3 separate regions of the Zea mays genome follow, and regions 1 and 3 are each linked to region 2. The links are chromatin contacts, called in public Hi-C maps. All regions are on one chromosome and are shown on one strand. Each heading gives the region's core, a stretch centred on a gene start, on an enhancer-like site or on the middle of the called end of the contact. The rest is flanking DNA. Distances are from core to core; before and after follow the strand shown.

Region 1 (3,745 bases), core at 245-2,744, 230 kb before region 2:
TGTTAGATTTTGGCTTTCCTTTCCCCTTGTTGTGGTTCCTTTGAACCATGTTGGCGCTGGAGTGTCCCTCGCCTCCTTTAGATCCCGTGTCCTTAGCCCGAGCTTTCTCCTCAACATCCAGAGACGCTATCAGATTTTCAACTGATATCTCCTGTCTCTTATGTTTCAGAGATGTGGCGAAGTTCCTCCATGTAGAAGGCAACTTTGCAATAATGCACCCAGCCACAAATCGGTCAGGAAGGACTATCTTAAGGTGGTCGAGCTCCTTGGCTATACACTGTATTTCATGAGCTTGCTCTACAATAGAGCGATTATCAACCATCTTATAATCATGAAAGCTCTCCATGATATACAGGTCACTGACAGCATCTGATGCACCATACTTAGTAGTAAGTGCATCCCACAACTCTTTCCCGTCTGTGTACTGAATATTCGCATCGACCAGACGGTCAACAAGGGCGCTAAGAACGGCTCCCGTAAAGATAGTATTGGTATGGTTGTACTATTTCTCATGTTCAGGAGTCAGTGGACCCTCAGGTCTGCCTTTACTAACATGGAAAACATTCATAGCAGTAAACCAGAGCGTGGCCTTGACTTGCCATCTCTTAAAGTGCATACCATTAAACTTTTCTGGCTTCAGCGCGTCGGCAAAAGCAGCCATAGAAAAACTAGAAAATTGTCTACAATAAGGTTTTTGGATTGTTGAATAATTATTCTAGATTAAATTTCGAATATAAATCATGACCAAATCAGAAGAACTGAAGTAAAAAACCAAATCAGATGATGCGTACTGATAGATGGCCGGAGACCTGCTCTCCTGATCGCAGATGCACGTCTGCGGTCGGGACGAAGGGAACTAAAAAGCGGCTCAGCTATGAAGAGAGGCGAAAGCGAAACTGGGATGATTTGGAGGCTGGCTGCCGGGCTCCTTTTATAGGGCCGAGTCCGCGACCCCCGATCTTATCCGCCCACGAAAATCTCGCGTTCAGGATTTCGGCGAACCATTCACGCGCATGTCGTGCGCCCGCGCACTTCGGCCCGGCCCGGGCCGAACGAGGCGAGCGAGCGCGTGTGGCTCTCCACACTCTCTTCTCTCATCCATGACTTGGTGAGTGAGTGTGGCTTCCATATTTAAGCTAGCTCTACTCCACTAGAGCTAGCAATATGGTGTTATTGGTTCCACCTATTCCCTTAGCCATACACTTATATGGGCTTTTGAGATTTTCATGGTATTTATTTGAATTTCTTAACTGGGCCTAGCCCATAAATCCTAACAGACACATGGAGAGAAAATAATCACCCTAAAAACAAAAAAAATCAAGCAAAAAAAAATGAATATCGCATTCAAAAGTTACCCTGCTAGATTTTTTTTTTTCGATTTTAATTCAGAAGTATAATCCCTTCTGCTAGAAACGTGAAGCTGACCTTACAGTGACCAACCATGCACATCTGATATTTGAAGTACAAAGCAACCGGCTCAATTCTGTCCACAACACTGCCTGAACCAGACCAACCGTATCAGCATCAGCGTACCGGCCGCGGAGGAGCCATCTCTCTCTCTCTCTCTCTCTCTCTCTCTCTCTCTCTCTCTCTCCAGGCGCATCAAGCCATGGCTGCTCCCAAGAAGACGATGAGAGCTCTGCGGTACGACAAGTATGGTGGAGGAGCTGAAGGCCTAAAGGTCCACTAACCACACTAGCACGTGCTGTTCCTGTCTTTCGTGTCCAAGTAGCTAGAGTCTTTTCTTGATGCTCTTGCTGCCTCGATTCAGCATGTGGAAGTGCCGGTCCCATCCCCGAGCAAGGGGGAGGTGCTGCTCAAGCTGGAGGCGGCCAGCATCAACCCCATCGACTGGAAAATTCAGAAGGGCATGGTCCGGCCCTTCCTGCCTAGGAAGTTCCCCTTCATACCAGGTACACTTTACATGTCTCAACGGCACGTTATGTAGCCTCAGATTGGCTCAGTAGACGCATGTCACATCACATGACCAGTGTCGATTGCGCGAACAATCGCCTGTCATCACATGACCACTGAATTATCTGAAGAAACTGAGGGTTTTTTGTTTGTTTGTTTTGCTTCAGCTCACTTAGTGTTTCTGATCCTGCTGTATATACTCTAATTTTGATCCTGCTGTATATACTCTAATTCGGAACCCTTGCCTTCATCATGGATACAAACTGCACTAGAACAACGTGTTGATCATACCAACCGTGGTCCGTGGACGATGTTCAAGACTTAAAATATATTGCACCTTACCATGTAATAATGCGAGAACTCCATCTTGTTTCTGTGCCAAAAAAAAAACAGTTGGAGACATGTCTGGCGAAGTGGTAGAGCTAGGCAGCGGTGTGACCGACTTCAAGCCAGGTGACAAGGTCATCTCCATCAGTTTCCCGGTAATATATTATCCTCACTTCGAATTCCATTTACTATTGCGTTACCCATCGATCCAGCAGCGACAAACTTACCTACCATCTCTGGAGGAAGAATGGAGGCGGGCTAGCCGAGTACGCGGTGGCGCCGGCGTCGCTCACAGTGGCACGGCCGCCGGAGGTGTCCGCGGCGGAAGGCGCGTCTCTGCCCACGGCCGCGTCCACCGCGCTGCAGCAGCTCAAGGCCGCGGGGGTAAGCAGCTTCGACGGCGGCTCCGGCTCCGGCTCCGGCTCTGGCGCCGACAGTGACGGCCCCAAGAACGTGCTGGTCACCGCGGCCTCCGGCGGCGTGGGCCACTACGCCGTACAGCTGGCCAAGCTGGCGGGGCTCCGCGTCACGGCCACCTGCGGCGCGCGCAACCTGGGCCTCGTCGCGGGCCTGGGCGCCGACGAGGTGCTGGACTACAAGACCCCCGAGGGCGCCAGGCTGCTGAGCCCGTCGGGCACCAGGTACGACGCGGTGGCGCACTGCGCGACTGGCACCCCCTGGTCGGTGTTCGCGCCGGTTCTGGCCGACAGGGCCACGGTCGTCGACGTCACCCCGGGGGTCGCCGCCGCGGCCAAGTCGTTCCTTCAGAAGGTCACCTTCTCCAGGAAGAGGCTGGTGCCGCTGGTCCTGATCCCCAAGAAGGAGGAGATGGAGTGGCTGGTGGAGATGACCAGGCAAGGGAAGCTCAGGACGGTGGTCGACTCCAGGTACTCGTTGAGCAGAGCGCAGGAGGTGTGGGCCAAGAGCATCGATGGGCATGCCACCGGCAAGATCGTCGTGGAAATGGGCGGTGCTGCAGAGTGAACCCGGCAAGCGGGCATGCGTGCACATTGTGTTGGTTTGTTCATGGATTGTTCTCTCTGTTCGATCATCGCGACAGCCATTCATAATAAGCCATCCATCTGATGGAAGAGAACTTTGCACACCAACACACTACTGACTTACTGAGTACTGACTGACACAATTGTTTACGTTCACAGTACGTACTTGTAAGCATGTTCGAAGGCATGCCCTGTCTGATATCAGTATCCGATACATCCGTCTTATCAATCAAAGAACCAGGCATTATAGATCCTCTCCGAGACACATCAGAGCTCCTCACATCTCCCAAGAGCAGCCGATTCCCTCTACCTTCCCGTCCCTCAGCGATCCTTTCAATTTCCTCAAAACATCCTATTTGAGGATTAGCCTCTACCTTCCCGTCCCTCAAAGCACAAAGCCATGTAGAATCGAGAGGAATCTCGGAGTCGGAGATCAGGAGAAGAAAAAATAGGGACAGTGGAAGAATACATGTCTCAACTCCAGTCCTTGCAATATGATATTA
Region 2 (3,702 bases), core at 1,183-3,682:
TCCAGGAATGGGATGATTACTTGATTCCACAAAAATCCATGGGATGCACTCATGAAGCATGGGATGATTCCACAAACCAAACACACCAGTATAGTTTAATGCAAGCCAAGTGCAAGTGCAAGTGCACAACTAGTCCTATTTGTTACCTAAGAAACTAAACAGAAGCATGATGTAGCAAGCAGAATAAAAAGGATACATTGCTGCCTTCATAACAGGTTCAGACATCTGCAAGGGACCGAGAAATTTGACTGAGGTTTTATACGATATTAAACTGGGCAAAGTATGAAATCTCACTTCAGGCCTATACATAAGTCAAGATTCCAATCACATTGCTCAACAAACAGAAAACATACCTGGGATAACAAGCGGGCTACACCCAAAAGCCTCTGGTGATGGCTGTGGTTTGCACCAGGTTTCTTCTTAGTCTGCCTATATCAGAATTCAGAAAAAAATGTAAAAAACCAAACATTGAACATTCAAGTAACCACTAATCAGAGCAAGTGAAATTTGCAAGAGGCGTAAATAAAATAACAGACTGACTTGTTGGGGACGAGGATCGTGTTGGCCGGCTTGCGGCATGCGAGAACTGGGAACACGGCGTTGAGGACCTCCGCGAGGCCGGCGCCGAGCAGAAGCTTGAGGTCCCTCCTCACCTGCGCGCATAGAAACTCGCCACTCGCTTAGCGGGGTGGGAGGTTTCATCAGGAGATGTAGAGCAGTAGAGGAGCGACCGGGCCTCACCTTGAGGAGGTATTGGAAATAGGCGGCGCCACGGTGCTGGTTCCGGTGCTTGTACACCAGGCGCTCCAGCACCCCCGCCTCCGCCTGCAGGTGACGCAGAGCAGCCCGCAACCGCTGCTCCTCATCGCCCTCCCCAGCAGTGCCGGTCTCCGACCTCAGCGGCATGGCCTACGGCGTGTGGCGGCGGATGGCCTCGTTCGTAGCGCGGCGCGGAAGTACTTTGGGCCAAGATGGGTGCGATGGTCGTAGAATCGAACTTTGAGGACTCGACGTACGTATATGGGCTGTATCGTCTGACCCGGTCAGATGTCTGTTTGAAACACAGAAATTTTATTACAGTTATATATTACAGAAACTCAATTACAGTTATATATTCTCAAATATTTTATGCATATTTTATTTTTGTTTAATCTACTGTTCCTATAGTCCCACCCCCTCACAATGTGTTAGTAAATTTTCTATTTTCTATTTTAGTTAATTAATAACAATATTATTTGTATCTTGATTTATTATCCTTCTTTTATAATAATAGTAGAAGAAAAATATTTTACACTGAGAATCTGAGATATGGTGGCAATTGTTACAATCTATATAGTCTAGTTTCCCTAAGACCACATGTAGAAATTTTAATAAATCTCAAAGGTCCAATATCTATGTCTTCTAATGGATTCCACGAGTAAAGATGAAAGGCGCAACATTAATTAGCAATATATAGCGTGTGAGTATTGAATTAGTATTTTTCTCTTTTGGTTGTTGCGTTATCAATAGTTTCTCCATCACAGCGTCTACGTACACGCGCTGTTCGAGAGGTCTCCAAAAATCTAGTTCTTGCGAAAGATACACACCTCATGATTCAGTGTCTCTGTTCACGTTTAATCTAACTACCGATTTATGTTCATGTTGTTTGAGGTGACTAGTGTACGAGCTATACTCACACTATTTTTTGTATCCATGTTATTTAATCTGAGTTATGTACGAACTATGTTTATATTTGTTTTAAAGATTGTCGCTGTCTGTGTTCTGTTATTAATCTAAAACAGTGGCGGACGGAATTCAGGGGGCCAAAAACCACATGACAAAATCAACTAATAAACAACTACATTATAAACAACTACTGCCGCATAGCCGCATAGAGTTCAAGGTGTCAGTTATCAGTTATGCAAAATTGCAAATCTAGCATAGCTTGTTTGCTTACCTTCCTGACTGCTTGCCTTGATGGAAGGGAGCGGAGACCGACGGGCCGGGTCGTCGCAAGCGCTACTCGCCTGTGCTGCACCGGAAGACGAAAGCGGATGAGCGAGGCGCCGGGGCCAACGTCGCGCCGGGCCGGGAAGTGGACGGAGGCGCCGGGCACTGTGTGCCGCCACGCCGGCCGCCAGGGCTGGGGCTGGTCCCTAGACGCTGAGCCTGGATGCCTGGACCTGGACGGGCACATGCATACAAGAAGCCAAGAAGGCAAGAAGTGGCGGCGGCTTGACAATTGACAGAGAGAGGCACATGGGAAGAAGCAAGCCGAAGATAGCTATTGGGCCTCGGCTTGACAAAGAGAAGGCCCAATAAAGTTGATTTTAGTCTATTATGCCTTTTACATTTTCTGTATTTTATAGTAAATTATATTACACATATAAATACTGTCAAAATTTCAGGGGGACTATGGCCCACTTTGCCCCCTGTGGGTCCGCCCCTGATTCTAAAAATTGTCTACTTTTCAACCGTAAACACTAGTATAATAGTACCATATGATCCACTGATCCAGGGGGATGGTGTGGGGCGGCGTCCGGCGTGGATAGGAAAGGATCGAACTGTATCTGCAGAGGACGTCGCTTTCTTTCCTGCACACAGAGGCGACCTCCATCTGAAGAACGCTGTGAGTGATGGACCATGGCCCATGGGACCTCTGTAGGCTGTAGCCCATGCAGGTGGACGATGCAGCTCAACCACCGATCTGCCTAGGGACACAGTTTTGGTCATGCCAACTCGACAGATGTGGATCGGAGCCATTGTTAAATCTGAGAACCATGTATGGGAACGGGATCCTAGACTGCTGCAGAATCGATCTGCTGGCCCTGGAACAATGGCGTTTCCCGCGTACAAATATTCTCTCCCAGCCAATACTACGCGCAAATGGGCACACCGCAACGGCCGGCACTACACTCCACGGATCGGCCGTGTAATCTTGTGAGCTACACGGCAATCCCTCCCAGCGATGCGCGCTTGTCCTCGTGTGCCCTCTCGGTGCCTCCTCTCAACTGGTGTCTCGTCGCTGCGGCAGCAGGCCGTCGCAATCATGCGCGCTGTCGCCGTTCCCAAAAGACAAGCGGTGCAGGGACAAACCTGTCTGTCCGGCCGGGGTTGCCGCACCGGTCGTGCCTGAGAGCACAACTCGATCTCGCCGCCGGCCGATCCCGCCTCGCCATGTGTCCCTCGGCTCGGCCTCGGCGGCATGATCTGCGCATATGCAACATGATGAGTTACCGAGCATGGGATGGGTGACGAGGGGTGGATGGCATCATGGTAGAGGCAAGTTGTTGGGTCCATGCTTCGTCGCCGAAGGTCTTATAGGAAGAAGCGGTCTTCGGCTGAAGCTGTTTGCATAAGATGGCCGAAGGTTCCTCTTCATGAAGCTTCGGTATTACAAACCGACTTAAAGATAGAATGACCTTTTAGTCCATAAAGGTCTGAGTCAATGTTGTAAACTTTTATAAGGGGCATACTTGTAATTCCTCACAGGCTGCGTCCTGTGCCTATAAATAGTGAATAGTATTCCTTTACTGTTCACGGATTCTGGTAATTGTAATCGCATCTTTCGGGAACCAACCTTTGCCAAGGCAGAGGTATTATTGTATTCAATGATTCAATATATTAAGTAAATACAATATAATTCGTCTATGATTTATTTACCCTTTTATACACTATACCACAACCTAGCTATAACGACTTACTTACAGTCGGTATAAACCG
Region 3 (3,843 bases), core at 1,089-3,588, 150 kb after region 2:
AAATCCACCCACAATAGTGCAATCACACCCAAGTATTTAATACTAGCACATTGCACAAAATTAAACAGTAAGTAAAGTGAGGCAACAGGCAACTCATAGCACGCAGATTGTCTATGTGGGAAGACCAGCTCACCAAACACGAAGTTCTGTCCCAGAAAACCAATTCCGCCGCCCACGTCCTGGCCTGCACAGCGGGAGGTTGACGGAGATACTAGAGCCGCTGCTGAGGCCGTGGGAGAACGCCAGGACCAAAATAGATCAAACTGATTGGAACCGAGAGCAGGAGAGAGAGGAACCATGAACCAGTGTTTTTCTGCGCACTCCTCAAAGGTTGACTGCCCATTCTTTAAGGAGCCGAGAAAAGGAGGAGGCAAACGGATTAGCGAGAAGAGCGAGAGATCAAGCCGCAGAAATCGGCGTACGAAGAACGCCGCCGCCGCTGCTCAACTACCACCGCCGCCAGCCTCTGCCTTATTCCCGTAAGGCAGCTGAAGGCACCGAGGTGCCCTAGCTCCTCCCCAGCTGAAGGCTTTGTGAACAATGTAAAACAATTTATAAGTAAACTGCTAGAGTCGGCTTTAGCCACCTTCTCAAAAAACTATGAGCCACTACAACCATATCTTGTGAAGAGGTCTTCTGAAGAATAGCCCGGTATTGAGCCAATACAAAAAATTGAGAAAATAACCTACAAATAACATTTCTATGAAGTCAATACGAATTGAGAAAATAACCTGCAAAAATAACATTTGTTTGTTTTTAAATACTATTATGTTCCTGTATAATAACACAACCCAACAAGTAGCACTAGCTTTAAGAAGTACTATGTACTATCTCCGTTCGCAAATATTTATCACCTGTTAGTTTATTTTTGAACTAAAACGTAACAAATAAAAAAGAACGGATGAAGTATTAAATACGAGTCGTGTCTAATCCCTCATAGCCAAACACCAAACCTATTTGCAGATGAAGAAAAACAGATATTAAATTGTTTCATCTTCATGACAGAAACACCAATTATGTTTCATTAAATTAAAACAACGCCACATCAAAGATAAAGATGTCTTGATCTACTAAGGTACTTCTTTCACAAACATTCGTTAGAATTGGGCACATCCTGATAGATTAATGCAAGATAATAAGATTTTGCAAAAAAAAAAAACTCAACTCTAGTGTAGTTTCCATTTAAACTTGTCCTCTTCGCTTAAGGGTGTGTTTGGTTGAGAAGTGAATAAGAACGGAGCGACCCATTCTTATTTTCTGAATGTTTGATTTCCATCAAAAAAAAGAGCGGAACGACACCTAAAGTTTTCATTTGAAAATTTAATATAAATAGTTAGAATGCTCCCGCTTCACCAAAACGATAGGATGCGAGTGCTCCCCCGAATGCGAGTGCTCTCCTCCCTCTCATTATCTCTACACTCATATGACTCTCTAACCAAACAAAGAACAGAACAACTTCACTCTATTCTACCCTTCAACCAAACAAAAAATTGAATGACTCTGTTCAACTTACCAAACATAGATTAAAACAACACATCTTAAAAATCTGGAATGAAATCGCTCCATTTAGTTAACTCATCAACAATTAAACACACCCTAAAATAATGTTGGACACCCGTGAAAGGAGACTTTCATAACACTAGCTTGTGACTAATAAGGTCTCTAGCTATCTGCGTTGTGATATATTTAGTGGATATGAGCTCCACACTTTGGCTCTTGTGTATCTTGTTTCTTGCAGGGTATGTTGTATAGTTGAGGATACTGATATCGTAAATTTTTACTCTATATGTCTCAATTTATAATTTGTTTAATTTTTTACTAACTTCGATCTGCTCATCTTATTTGTTTAATATGAATAAAATTAGCTAATAGTTAACCAACTATTTATCAGTTAGCTAATTACATCAGTAACTTTTTTTTGTTCTAACTATTAGCTCTAGATATTCAAACGGGGTCTAATTTGTTTTAAATCTGAATTGATGTTCATAGGCATAGCGGTTTTAGATTAAGGTCTGCAGTGCCTACGGAGATTCCATCAGACCCAAACGGTCCCGTTGCCATCCCTACCCTGTACGCTATACACATGCTGTGCCATCCCTACCCTGTACACTATACACATGCTGACACTCGCACCGCACACCGCACACCGCACGCGAAATCCAGTCGGCGCGACGACATCACCACCGCCGTAGAGTTGTGGACCACCACCGGCGCATGCACAGGGTCCAGAGATTTCCTTGTTCCTTCCTTTTCCCCACCGCCAGCACGTCGTCCAGCACGTCCTCGTTCCTATCGCCCCGTGCGCCCGGTCCACCGCCCGCCACCGTCCCTGGCCCCTTTTTCATATCCACTGTGCAGTGCCCGGCTGCCCGCCGCGCCAACCCCACCCCGCTCCGCCCGTGTAAACCAAACCCCGCTTCGGCGGCGGCGGCGACTGGCCCACGAGCCTTCTCGAACCGACGCATCCGCCACCCATGCTGCGCTGCCACACGCCACCGCAATGCGCCCGCGCGCCGCTCCGCCACCACGGAAGGTGGGAGTCGCCTCCGGCGGCGGCGCCCGCGGTGGTAGTGCGGTGCGCGCGGGGTGCGCCGCAGGTGTCCGGGATCGAGGCGGCTTCGCCGGGCCACGCGGCTGTCACGGCGGCGTTAGCTAAGGCGGAAGGGGGTGACGCGCGGCCCAGCCTGGCCGAGCGGCTGCGGTTGGGGAACCTCCTGGAGGACGGGCTATCGTACAAGGAGAGTTTCATCGTGCGCTGCTACGAGGTGGGGATCAACAAGACGGCCACCGTTGAGACCATCGCCAATCTCCTCCAGGTATGCTCGCGAGCTCGCGCCGTGGGGGGCTCTGCTTCCTAAAGTTCGGATCAGTGCCCTGCGGAGGCCAGATTTGTGGCGTGCTTTTCTTTATTGGATTCGGGCTATGCCTGGATTCAAGAGGTCGGATGTCTGGATCTGAATTTAGAACTCTCCAAACTTGTGCTACAATCAGAGCTCCTCTTTTGTGCTAGGATGGAATTGTGAAAGAGGAATATTGTTACTCCACAATTCTGTGCCATGCCCTTTGCTTAAGTTAGAGCTAGGGTGTAGCTTAGTTCGTGTTTGGTGGATTAAAATGGTATGACTGTCCCGGTCTTGTTAGTGTTGCAAAGTGGTAAATCGCCCACAGAAATTTGCTCCTAGTGTGCATGCAACAAATTGACCACTCCAATGCTAAAACCTAGTGCAATTTTCTTTGTCTGCCAGTCCTCGGAGAAGCGATCAGAGCCTTAAACTGGCGTGCCGAAATATCTCATGGGCAACTATGAGTTGAGTCATGGGCTGACTACTTAGAAGAACATGGGGTAGTTGTCACCGGCACCAATTTCCTGGATGTGCTTGCTTTGGCATGCACACACGAAATTTCATATAGGGTACAGATCGCTGGAGTTAGTGGTGGTGGAATTGGTTTGTGATCCAAGTTCAAAAGTTAAAATCACACCAAATGGGACATGGGCAACTCCATTGGTTCGGATTTTATCAATTGATTCTTAAGTATCAATATTACTGCCATTTATATAAGGCCTACTATAAACAAGTGTACCAATGTTTTTTTATTCCCTATATTTTTTGTATCTTTAATTGTAAGCATTTTTGTAAATACAGGAGGTAGGATGTAACCATGCACAAAGTGTTGGGTTCTCCACTGATGGCTTCGCCACGACCACTACAATGAGAAAACTTGGACTTATTTGGGTGACGAACAGAATGCACATTGAGATCTACAAGTACCCAGCTTGGTAGTTTTTTAAGCTTACATTGAAGCTTTGTTTGCACCTTTTACCCCTCTTTGGTAAGGTTTGAT

The links. Hi-C and Micro-C count contacts between places; a contact is called where the count stands out from the background.
Region 1: a contact with region 2 is called in a Hi-C map of bundle sheath, with 2.3 times the contacts expected there. The contact joins the promoter of LOC100281822 here to the promoter of LOC103632978 in region 2. A contact is called at or near these places in 4 of 25 Hi-C or Micro-C datasets (bundle sheath, ear, endosperm and 1 more).
Region 3: a Hi-C map of leaf shows a contact between it and region 2, with 4 times the contacts expected there. The contact joins the promoter of LOC100191192 here to the promoter of LOC103632978 in region 2. A contact is called at or near these places in 2 of 25 Hi-C or Micro-C datasets (endosperm and leaf).

Annotation. Positions count from the first base shown.
Region 1 is chr7:142,049,533-142,053,277 of Zm-B73-REFERENCE-NAM-5.0, forward strand. It overlaps LOC100281822, which reads left to right and starts at 1,495. Exons shown (of 4, transcript NM_001154742.3): 1 at 1,495-1,681; 2 at 1,772-1,913; 3 at 2,308-2,396; 4 at 2,488-3,358. The coding sequence starts at 1,610. The coding sequence ends at 3,225.
Region 2 is chr7:142,274,372-142,278,073 of Zm-B73-REFERENCE-NAM-5.0, forward strand. LOC103632978 reads right to left here and starts at 2,433. Exons shown (of 9, transcript XM_020541162.2): 1 at 1,937-2,433; 2 at 742-1,051; 3 at 541-653; 4 at 354-429; 5 at 197-225. The coding sequence starts at 906.
Region 3 is chr7:142,420,797-142,424,639 of Zm-B73-REFERENCE-NAM-5.0, forward strand. LOC100191192 reads left to right here and starts at 2,339. Exons shown (of 7, transcript NM_001136627.3): 1 at 2,339-2,816; 2 at 3,645-3,778. The coding sequence starts at 2,475.